Linked DNA regions of Mus musculus: regions 1 and 3 are each linked to region 2. Evidence: chromatin contacts called from public promoter capture Hi-C data. All regions are on one chromosome and are shown on one strand. The core of a region is the stretch at or near the end of the contact, and the rest is flanking DNA. Distances in the headings are between cores, read along the strand shown.

Evidence for each region. Promoter capture Hi-C pulls out the DNA fragments that hold promoters and counts their contacts.
Region 1: a contact with region 2 is called in a promoter capture Hi-C map of pre-B cells, with 2.9 times the contacts expected there. The contact joins the promoter of Mrs2 here to the promoter of H3c2 in region 2. A contact is called at or near these places in 4 of 39 promoter capture datasets (3T3-L1-derived adipocytes, liver and pre-B cells).
Region 3: a contact with region 2 is called in a promoter capture Hi-C map of pre-B cells, with 5 times the contacts expected there. The contact joins the promoter of Tdp2 here to the promoter of H3c2 in region 2. A contact is called at or near these places in 16 of 39 promoter capture datasets (the 3T3-L1 cell line, 3T3-L1-derived adipocytes, the HPC-7 cell line and 11 more), 2 of 484 Hi-C or Micro-C datasets (pre-B cells and uterus), 5 of 115 datasets of contacts at active chromatin or transcription factors (the SCID.adh cell line, embryonic stem cells, pro-B cells and 1 more) and 2 of 9 other capture datasets (adipose tissue and liver).

Annotation. Positions count from the first base shown.
Region 1 is chr13:25,018,965-25,021,792 of GRCm38.p6, forward strand. Mrs2 (MRS2 magnesium transporter) reads right to left here and starts at 1,353. Exons shown (of 11, transcript NM_001013389.2): 1 at 1,118-1,353. The coding sequence starts at 1,280.
Region 2 is chr13:23,750,867-23,753,772 of GRCm38.p6, forward strand. H3c2 (H3 clustered histone 2) reads left to right here and starts at 1,479. Exons shown (of 1, transcript NM_178203.3): 1 at 1,479-1,974. The coding sequence starts at 1,514. The coding sequence ends at 1,924. H2ac4 (H2A clustered histone 4) reads left to right here and starts at 222. Exons shown (of 1, transcript NM_175660.3): 1 at 222-726. The coding sequence starts at 267. The coding sequence ends at 659.
Region 3 is chr13:24,830,000-24,833,165 of GRCm38.p6, forward strand. Tdp2 (tyrosyl-DNA phosphodiesterase 2) reads left to right here and starts at 1,660. Exons shown (of 7, transcript NM_019551.2): 1 at 1,660-1,930; 2 at 2,011-2,096. The coding sequence starts at 1,733. It overlaps Acot13 (acyl-CoA thioesterase 13), which reads right to left and starts at 1,490. Exons shown (of 3, transcript NM_025790.2): 1 at 1,227-1,490. The coding sequence starts at 1,307.

The DNA of each region.
Region 1 (2,828 bases), core at 103-2,602, 1.3 Mb after region 2:
ATGTAAGCTCTAGGGACAAGAGTCACAAGTTAAGTTCCTGGGTCTTACAGACCACTTGGTTCCCAAGTATTATCAAGGGAGGAAAAAAGCTTGTGGCAAAAGACCTGGGTGTGGGGAAGGGGGTGTTGACTGACAGCAGCTCATTATGGGAAAAATTTAAGTACAATTCAAAAAAGAGTAGTAGCCCAAACCACTCTTGTCAGGACTGTTTCTGTGCAGTCACATTTGTGGAAAACGCTGTCCTCAGGTTTCACCAAAGCATCAGCAAAGAAAGACTCCTCTGTCTTCCCCCAGCGTTTTTTGCTCCCTTGGCTGGCTACTTGCAGAGTAGACTTCGCCAAGGGTTAATTAATGCTCATCACTGGCTTCACATTCAAACTCAGTTCTAGGAATTCCCTACTTTATTCCAAGGCAACTATGTAACTGTATCAATGTGCCCAGAAGAAAGTAACATAATAAACAGAATTAATAACACCCCAACCTTGCTAATTGTAGCTTCCTGCTGCCCAACATCGACTTTGGTCTGGGCTCCACAGCAGAGTTTCAAGCCAGCTTGGATTACTGTGAGACCACGACTCGAAACAAACAAAACTCCCACCTAACAGAATTCTGGGACACGAAAATAGAAGGGAGCATAAGGAAGTAAAAGGGCCAGTAGGATGAGGGGGTTTCAGGAAAAAGTATGTATAAAAGTGCTGTCATAAACCCTTTACTTTGGGCTGAGCAGATGGCCAGCAAAATGCATGCCGCCAAGCCCTGCGTTAAGACAACTGATTCGAGCAAGCTGTCATCTGACCTCCACATACAAACTCAGAGAAGGCCGTTTAAATGCTAATTTTAAAACAATAACAAAACAAACGAAAGTAGCCAATGAGGCGGTTAACGCTTCTAACGGCTTCATTCAGAAGGATGAGACCGGACTGCTGTCAATTGGCGGCCAGCCTGGGCAACACAAGGAGACCCTGTCCCAATAAGCAAGAAACCGCAATCAAGTCCTCGCAGTGCTGGCCGGAGCACTGAGGGCCGGGTGAGCCCGGCAAGGCCGAGCGGCGGTGAGGATGGCGGGGCCAAGGGCAGGCGGGACAGAGGCCGCCGGGGCCCCGCGGGACGCGCGTACCTGCAGCGCGGGCTGTGCTCGACGCTTTCGGGCTCCGGGAGCGCAAAGGGGTCGCGCGGCCGCCGCAGGCAGCGAGGCTCAGGCGCGCGACCGCCGTCCACAGGGCCCTCCGGGGCTGCGCGGCGCGGGGCAGCAGCCCGGGCAGGCAGCGCAGGCATTCCATGGCGCGCGGGCAACCGGGAAGCCGCCCCAGGACGCCGGTCCGACATGCCGGAACTCGGGTCAACCGGCTCACCGCGACAACCGCGCACCGCGCCTGCGCGAGCCGTCCCGCGCCTGCGCGCTGCCGTCCACGCATGCTCCGGCGTGGTGTCTGGTGACTGCCGACCCGGTCTGCGTCCGTAACAGAGCCAGGACGTGCAAGTGTGAAGGTAGACTGACCAAAGCAGCTCAGCTCCGAAAGTGTCCATTGTTTCGAGGAGCTGCGGATTGATTCTACTTTCTGGAAAGGTCCCCTATGTATCTATGTATGCACAAATATACAGTTGGGAGATGAGGAAGTTACCACTATTAGTAAATCAAATAAGTTTTATTTAAGGCTACTGTGTTTAAAACTCACTTTGAAGGGACAGTGCGTTAAGCTTTTGCTGTAGAACAAGGAAAAGCCCAAGCGAGCAGTGTGCTGGCGCATAGCTGCAATCCCTCCAGAGTTCAAGGTCATTCTTAACTAGAGTGTAAGGCCAGTCTGCACTACTTGATATCAGTCTAGTTAATCACACCCCTCAGCCCGCCCCCAGAGAAAATAAATATTTGTCAATAGACTTGTTGTTTACATCACAATACTAAAGACAGACTTGAGTTTCAGAACTTTCTTCACTGATATATGAACATGGAGCTATGGGGATGTTGGACTATTTATCTTGCCGGGCACTAAGGATTGAGTAGAACAGTGGGAAGCTGTGGACAAAAGGAAAGTTCCAGAAGAGACCATGGATGTTTGGCTTGGACACCGAGAGCTAGAAGTACTTTAAGCATTGCTAGTAGGACGAGCCTTGAATGTACAGAAAGGACATGATAGAGGTTTCACTTCATTAGAACTTTGATGTGCTAAATCTTTGAAAAACATGTGCCAGGAAATAGTCATTCAAGAAAAATAATTATTTAAAAAACACTTCATTGCCGCCGCCCCCTACCCCGCACCATGACATGACCTTTGAAAAACATTGGGCAAGTGCTGGCAGCTGTTCAGACACATGGTCTTGTTAATAGTCCAATTTATGTTTATTGGTTTTTTGTTTTATTTTGTTTTGTTTTTCGAGACACGGTTTCTCTGTGTAGCCCTGGCTGTCCTGGAACTCACTCTGTAGACCAGGCTGGCCTTGAACTCAGAAATCCGCCTGCCCCTGCCTCTCGAGTGCTGGGATTAAAGGCGTGCGCCAACCATGCCCGGCTTTATTTAGGTTTTTAAAAGCAGGGTTAGGACATTGAACAGAACACCTTGGACATGTCAGGCCAATGTGGCACGTTGTTACTCAGGACTCAAAACTGTCTGAGCAGTAAAGCACATATTAGGTCATTGTATCCAGCCCTAGAATTAGCACCAAATCTAGGACTTTTCTCCACCATGAAGTTGTTAAAAGAAAAGGTAAAGCCACTGCAAATTAAGGGAGAAAATGGACAAACAGCACATCAGGTTAACTGCAACAAGACAAAACGAAAAACCAACCAAACCAACCAACCAACAAACAAACCAACAAACAAACAAACAAAA
Region 2 (2,906 bases), core at 229-2,728:
CCAGAGTTTAAATCCCAGAATCTACGTGGTTTTTATTTTTTAAAGAACGATATGAAAAAGGACTGGATGCGAAAAATAAAATGCAGGCCTTTATGCAAATGAGGAGCTCAAATTCTGGCTTTCTATTGGGTACGATATATTAACCAATGGGAGAAACACAAACAGAATACCTCCAGTTAGTATAAATGCTTGCTGTTCAGTTGCAGAATTTACTATATATTCTTTTCCTTTCTCTGCTTTGCCTTTACTGATACTTAAACGCATACATGTCTGGACGCGGAAAGCAGGGTGGCAAGGCCCGCGCTAAGGCCAAGACCCGCTCCTCCCGGGCCGGCCTGCAGTTCCCCGTAGGCCGCGTGCATCGGCTGCTCCGCAAGGGCAACTACTCGGAGCGCGTGGGCGCCGGCGCCCCGGTGTACCTGGCGGCCGTGCTGGAGTACCTGACGGCCGAGATCCTGGAGCTGGCGGGCAACGCGGCCCGCGACAACAAGAAGACGCGCATCATCCCGCGCCACCTGCAGCTGGCCATCCGCAACGACGAGGAGCTCAACAAGCTGCTGGGCCGCGTGACCATCGCGCAGGGCGGCGTCCTGCCCAACATCCAGGCCGTGCTGCTGCCCAAGAAGACCGAGAGCCACCACAAGGCCAAGGGGAAGTAATCTGGCGATTGTCTGTACTGCCCAGTTGAAAGTTAACCAAAACAAAGGCTCTTTTCAGAGCCACCCACATCTTTCCATAAAATGAGCTGCCACCTCGTGAAACGTTCTTCCACTACAGTTTTTATACTACATATGAAAAAGTTACGAAGTAGCTTTCAATCTTAGTAAATTGATTTTAATACTGTTAGTCCCTGCGATAAATCTTACGACCTTCCTTAGTTTGAGTCAAAAGTGTGTAAGAGATGAAACCTTTAGAACATACTATATAAATTTTTAGTAGAAATTTGGCACCCAGGTTTGTCATTCACGTCACGATTGTCTAGAGCATAATGGTAGTAAGGGCTAAGGGCCATTAAATCCCACTTCCATAGTTTCGGCAGTATTTTAACTAACATGATCTGCCTGTGTGTATCGGTTTGCAAATATTTGATTTTAGAATTGATAAACTACATTTATTTAAACTAGGTCTTGCAAAGCTCACAAAACCTACTTTAAATTTCTATGTTCACTTGTTTGATTACCTGAATTGAGTTTTCAAAGCTTGAGACAATTTGATGTATGTATGTAAGTAAAATTATGTAAAACTTTCTTATGTAAAATTTCTGTTCACAGGAGTTATATACACTACAGTGTAAAATTAAAGTGATAGCAAAGATGGAGGGGAAGAGAGGCGGAGAGTGTGCATGTTCTGAAAGCTTTTTAACCAGGATTTAGAAGCAGAGGCTGACCAATCCCAACAAAGCGCGGGCCCTTTGAATGTTCTTCGGTCCAATAGCGGATAGTCTGATTGTATAAAAGGTGGACAGCGCCTTGCAGCTCACTATAGTGTCAGTCTATTTTCCCTTGTTAAAGTCATGGCTCGTACTAAGCAGACCGCTCGCAAGTCCACCGGCGGCAAGGCCCCGCGCAAGCAGCTGGCCACCAAGGCCGCCCGCAAGAGCGCCCCGGCCACCGGCGGCGTGAAGAAGCCTCACCGCTACCGTCCCGGCACCGTGGCGCTGCGCGAGATCCGGCGCTACCAGAAGTCGACCGAGCTGCTGATCCGCAAGCTGCCGTTCCAGCGCCTGGTGCGCGAGATCGCGCAGGACTTCAAGACCGACCTGCGCTTCCAGAGCTCGGCCGTCATGGCTCTGCAGGAGGCGAGCGAGGCCTACCTTGTGGGTCTGTTTGAGGACACCAACCTGTGCGCCATCCACGCCAAGCGTGTCACCATCATGCCCAAGGACATCCAGCTCGCCCGCCGCATTCGTGGGGAGAGGGCTTAAACGAAACAAAGTGCAAACTGGAACCCAAAGGCTCTTTTCAGAGCCACCCACAGTTTCTGTAAAAGCAGCTGTTACTTTTCTACTGTCTTGGAAACTTTGTTTTTCAAAGATTTATCTAGTTACAAAGTATACTGTTGCTTTCTTCAGTAGGCATCAGTTCTCACTTCAGTTGTTGCTGGTATTTGAGCTCATGTCCTGGAAACTGCCTTTAAATTAAACAGTAATTTACATATTACAATAAGTGGCCAAAAGTAATGGACTGTCAGGCTTTATGTCATAAGCATTGCCTGTCTTGATTCCTTTTTGGTCTGTTCTTGGGTTTTGTCTTTTTTTGTTTTTGTTTTCGTGCTATATATTTGTGCTCTCTTGTGTAATTTCCACTACAGGTCATATCCAGGTGTCTTTTGTTCACATATTTCTGGTTCCAACACTTGTCTGTCCTGAAGCTTGTGCAATGTTTACTGTTTTTGCTGTTACTCATTGAAATCTAGTACAAAACTTAAAAAATTTTGTTTTCTATGTTTTAATAGATGCTGAAAAGTAGTATTTCAAGTTAAATACAATTTACATTATGCTGGGATATTTCAAGCAATCGTCAGAAATTTTTAGTTTTTGTAAATTTTTTCACTATATTTCTGAACTTTAAACTACAGAGGCCTCTCTACACAACCTCTCACTCCAGACATTGGCTCCCATCCCTTTCCCACTACTTTCTTACATGTAACACTGCCTATATCGGGAATGTGAATAGACAACAAACTACCAAGATTTAACTTGTGGGTGATTCGTGTGGATATATTTTCCAGGGATAATAATAGCAAATACAACAATGACATTAAAACCTGGCTTACAAAATGATAATTTATTTTAAATCACATCTGCACTCCCTGATACTCTTCCATAGATTAAGTGGGGCAGCAGGATCACAAGTTTGAAGTCCCCTTTGTTACAGAATGAGTTCAAAGACAGCCTTGGTAGTTTA
Region 3 (3,166 bases), core at 410-2,909, 1.1 Mb after region 2:
ATTCATCCCAATACTCAAGTAGCAGAGGCTGATCAATCTCTGTGAGATCCAGGATGACCTGGTCTACATGTCAAGTTCTGGATAGAACTTAAATAAATAATAGAAAATAAATAAATAAATAAAACCAAATAAATACGTTACAAAATATTCTAATACCCAGGAGGGTGAGGAAAGCTTACGGAGAAGTGGCTATGGAACCCTGTCAACGACAGGTGCCCACCTGCAACCCTGTCAATGACGGGCTCCCACCTGCAAGCTTGGATTAACTACATCCCAGTCCTCATAAAGTTGTTTTTGGTTGTTTTTAAAGAATTAAAATTTCCTCTTAAATCATTAAAATTCTTTTTAGGTAATATTATCTTTCTAAAAGTCACTGTCAAATGCTGTCCTTAGTTTTGAAATATTTCCTATTGGAAAACATTAAATATATTTACCTAAGGGTTATTTCCTATTTTTTTGACACTTTATGAACATAGTTAAAAAATTCTAAGAGGGGGCGTGTTCAGGAAAAAGATTTCAAATGCCTGTTGTTGACCAAAATTTATATTTCATGCCCAAATTCTTTTTAAATTTCCAAGTATTTTTTCTTAATCAGAAAAATAGACATGCGTGCATTAAAACATTTATTAAAAAGTCTGCAGCAAGTTCTAAGGTTAAGTGTCTTTCTACTCTGACAATACCACGCACTGGACTTCTGCTACGGATATTTATTAAGGATTGCTTCCTATAGAACACAATGTCTATAAAGTCTGGAAAACAGTAGTCTACGTTAGTTCATGTGGAATGGCAGGGTGCAGGCACTGGTCCTGGTTAACTCTGTAGACTCCCAGGCCAGCCTGGACTACAAGGGTTCTCAGCCAACAAACGTTACATAGTTACATAGACCTAGTTACAAAGACCTAGTCTCAAAAGCAAGAAATACAACACACGTACAGGTGGTTCTCGCATTCACTTCCGTACCTCAAACCTCCTTGACTCTTAAGAAACAATTCCTATATACTAGCCCTGCAGGCTCCAGCGTCCCTTAAATGGTACGCTGACATTTTTTCTCCACACACTCCAACAGTTTGCTGGTTAAAAAAAAAACAAAAAACAAAAAACCAAACATGCTTATTTACGTTTCGATGAGAATCCACGCCACGCACTTCCCCTGCGTTTGCGAGGCCACTAAGGTGTTTTACTAGGTTCGTCCCCTTCACCAGATACTTCGCCTACAATAAATATACCTTTTCCAAAACTCTATCAAAACCGGGAACTTTGAACATAACCTTCATTACTTCTCGTAGGTTCTGGGTCATGCTGCTCATCGTGGACGCAAAGCAAGAGTCTGGGCTCTGCGAGAATGAACTCTGGAAGAGACGTTTGTGAGAGGACAAGGGTGTGGAAGGTCAAGTCTGCAAGCCCGGCCGCTGTCGCGTCGTGCTCGGGAGAAAGGATCGCGCGCCCCGGTCGCCCTGGTCCTAGATGATCACGGGTTACCTTCACTCTTTAGCGCCCCAGCGCGCACGCGCAACCTTCAGGCCTCCTCGGCCCCTCCTTCCCCTCCCCTCCCCCTCCCCCTCCCCATCTGCGCCTCGCTGGCCGCGGACGGGGACCAGAGAGGGCGGTCTTCTTGCCGGAAGGTTGACGCGGACGCGCTTGCACGCTGCGCGCCTGCGCAGGTTCCGGCGTTCGCGATCAGTCGCGCGGGAAGCAGCGTGAAGAGCGGGTGTTTTGAGGGGACCCTGCGGCGATGGCGTCTGGCAGCAGTTCCGATGCGGCGGAGCCCGCAGGGCCGGCAGGGCGGGCGGCGTCGGCGCCCGAAGCAGCACAGGCGGAGGAGGACCGGGTGAAGAGGCGGCGGCTTCAGTGCCTGGGCTTTGCGTTGGTGGGGGGATGCGACCCCACGATGGTCCCCAGCGTCCTGCGGGAGAACGACTGGCAGACGCAGGTCAGTTCGCGTCTCTCGCTTCCGCCGCTCTCCCCCGGGAGGCGGGGCGCGCCCTGCAGCCTTGTGCCTTTGCTTTTCAGAAAGCCCTGAGCGCCTACTTCGAGCTGCCAGAGAACGACCAAGGGTGGCCGCGCCAGCCTCCCACGTCCTTCAAGTCCGAGGCCTAGTAAGCGACGGGGGTCGCGGGCTGCTCGCCGAGGGCGGGGAGGGACCGCCTGCTGGGCTTGGGCGTCCGAGGACCGGGACCTGGAAAAGGGCGGCCGGCGCCCCAGAGCTGGAAATCTCAGGGAATGCTTCCGAGGATGCAGGGTCACTTCCCAGCGGGACTTGTCTTTGTTGTTTTGGGACGAGTCTCACTGTGTAGCGCTTGGCTGGCCTGGAACTCGTCGTTATTTGAACCAAGCTGGCCTCGAACTCAGATCAGCTTGCTTCTGCCCTCTCAGTGCTGGCACGTTGAAGGCACATACTAGAACTGGCTTCCAACGTGATTTATTTTATTTTATTTTATCTTATTTCTTAAACCTGAAGATTATTTTATGTATTTTGAGGCAGAACCTCACCCTTTATCCCTGGCTGGCCTGAGCTTGGTGTGTAGACTAGGTTGGCCTCAAACACAGATCTACCTGCCTCAGAATCGAATGGGCTGGATTTAGAGTGCCCACCACCACACTGGGATGGAATTTTTGTTTAATGTTACCGTTATTTGTTCTTTTTCGAGACAGAGGCTTGCAATAATCCTGACCTCCAGCTCTCTTCCAGCCTCCCTTTTGCTAGCATTGCATCTGATTCCAGCACTCCCTACCCGAACTTTTTATTTGAGCCATATATGTCCAGGCTGACTTGGAACTCCTTTGTGGTCAAGGCTTGCCTTCCATTGGCCCAGTACTGGGATTAAAGGTTTGTGAAACCCTGGCTACTGAAATACACTTACTGACCTGAAATATTGGTGATATGTAAACTGAAGATTAGAAAAAAAACAGAGGTAGAGATTTTCTCCTGAAGAATGGTAACCTGTAAGTCTCCTTGTTTCTGCATAGTTTATCTGCTCTCCTCTTGCCAAAGAACGATAGTTTTTCTTTTGAGACAGGTTTGTTTCAAGTTTGATTAGTTTGGCACAAGTTTGTGTGTAGTTCAGGCCGGCATTGAGCTCCTAGCAATCTTGCCTCAGCCTGTGGGAACTAAAAACCATACCAGCCAGGTTTAATATTTGTTTTTAGTGTATGCTGTTCCTGTTGT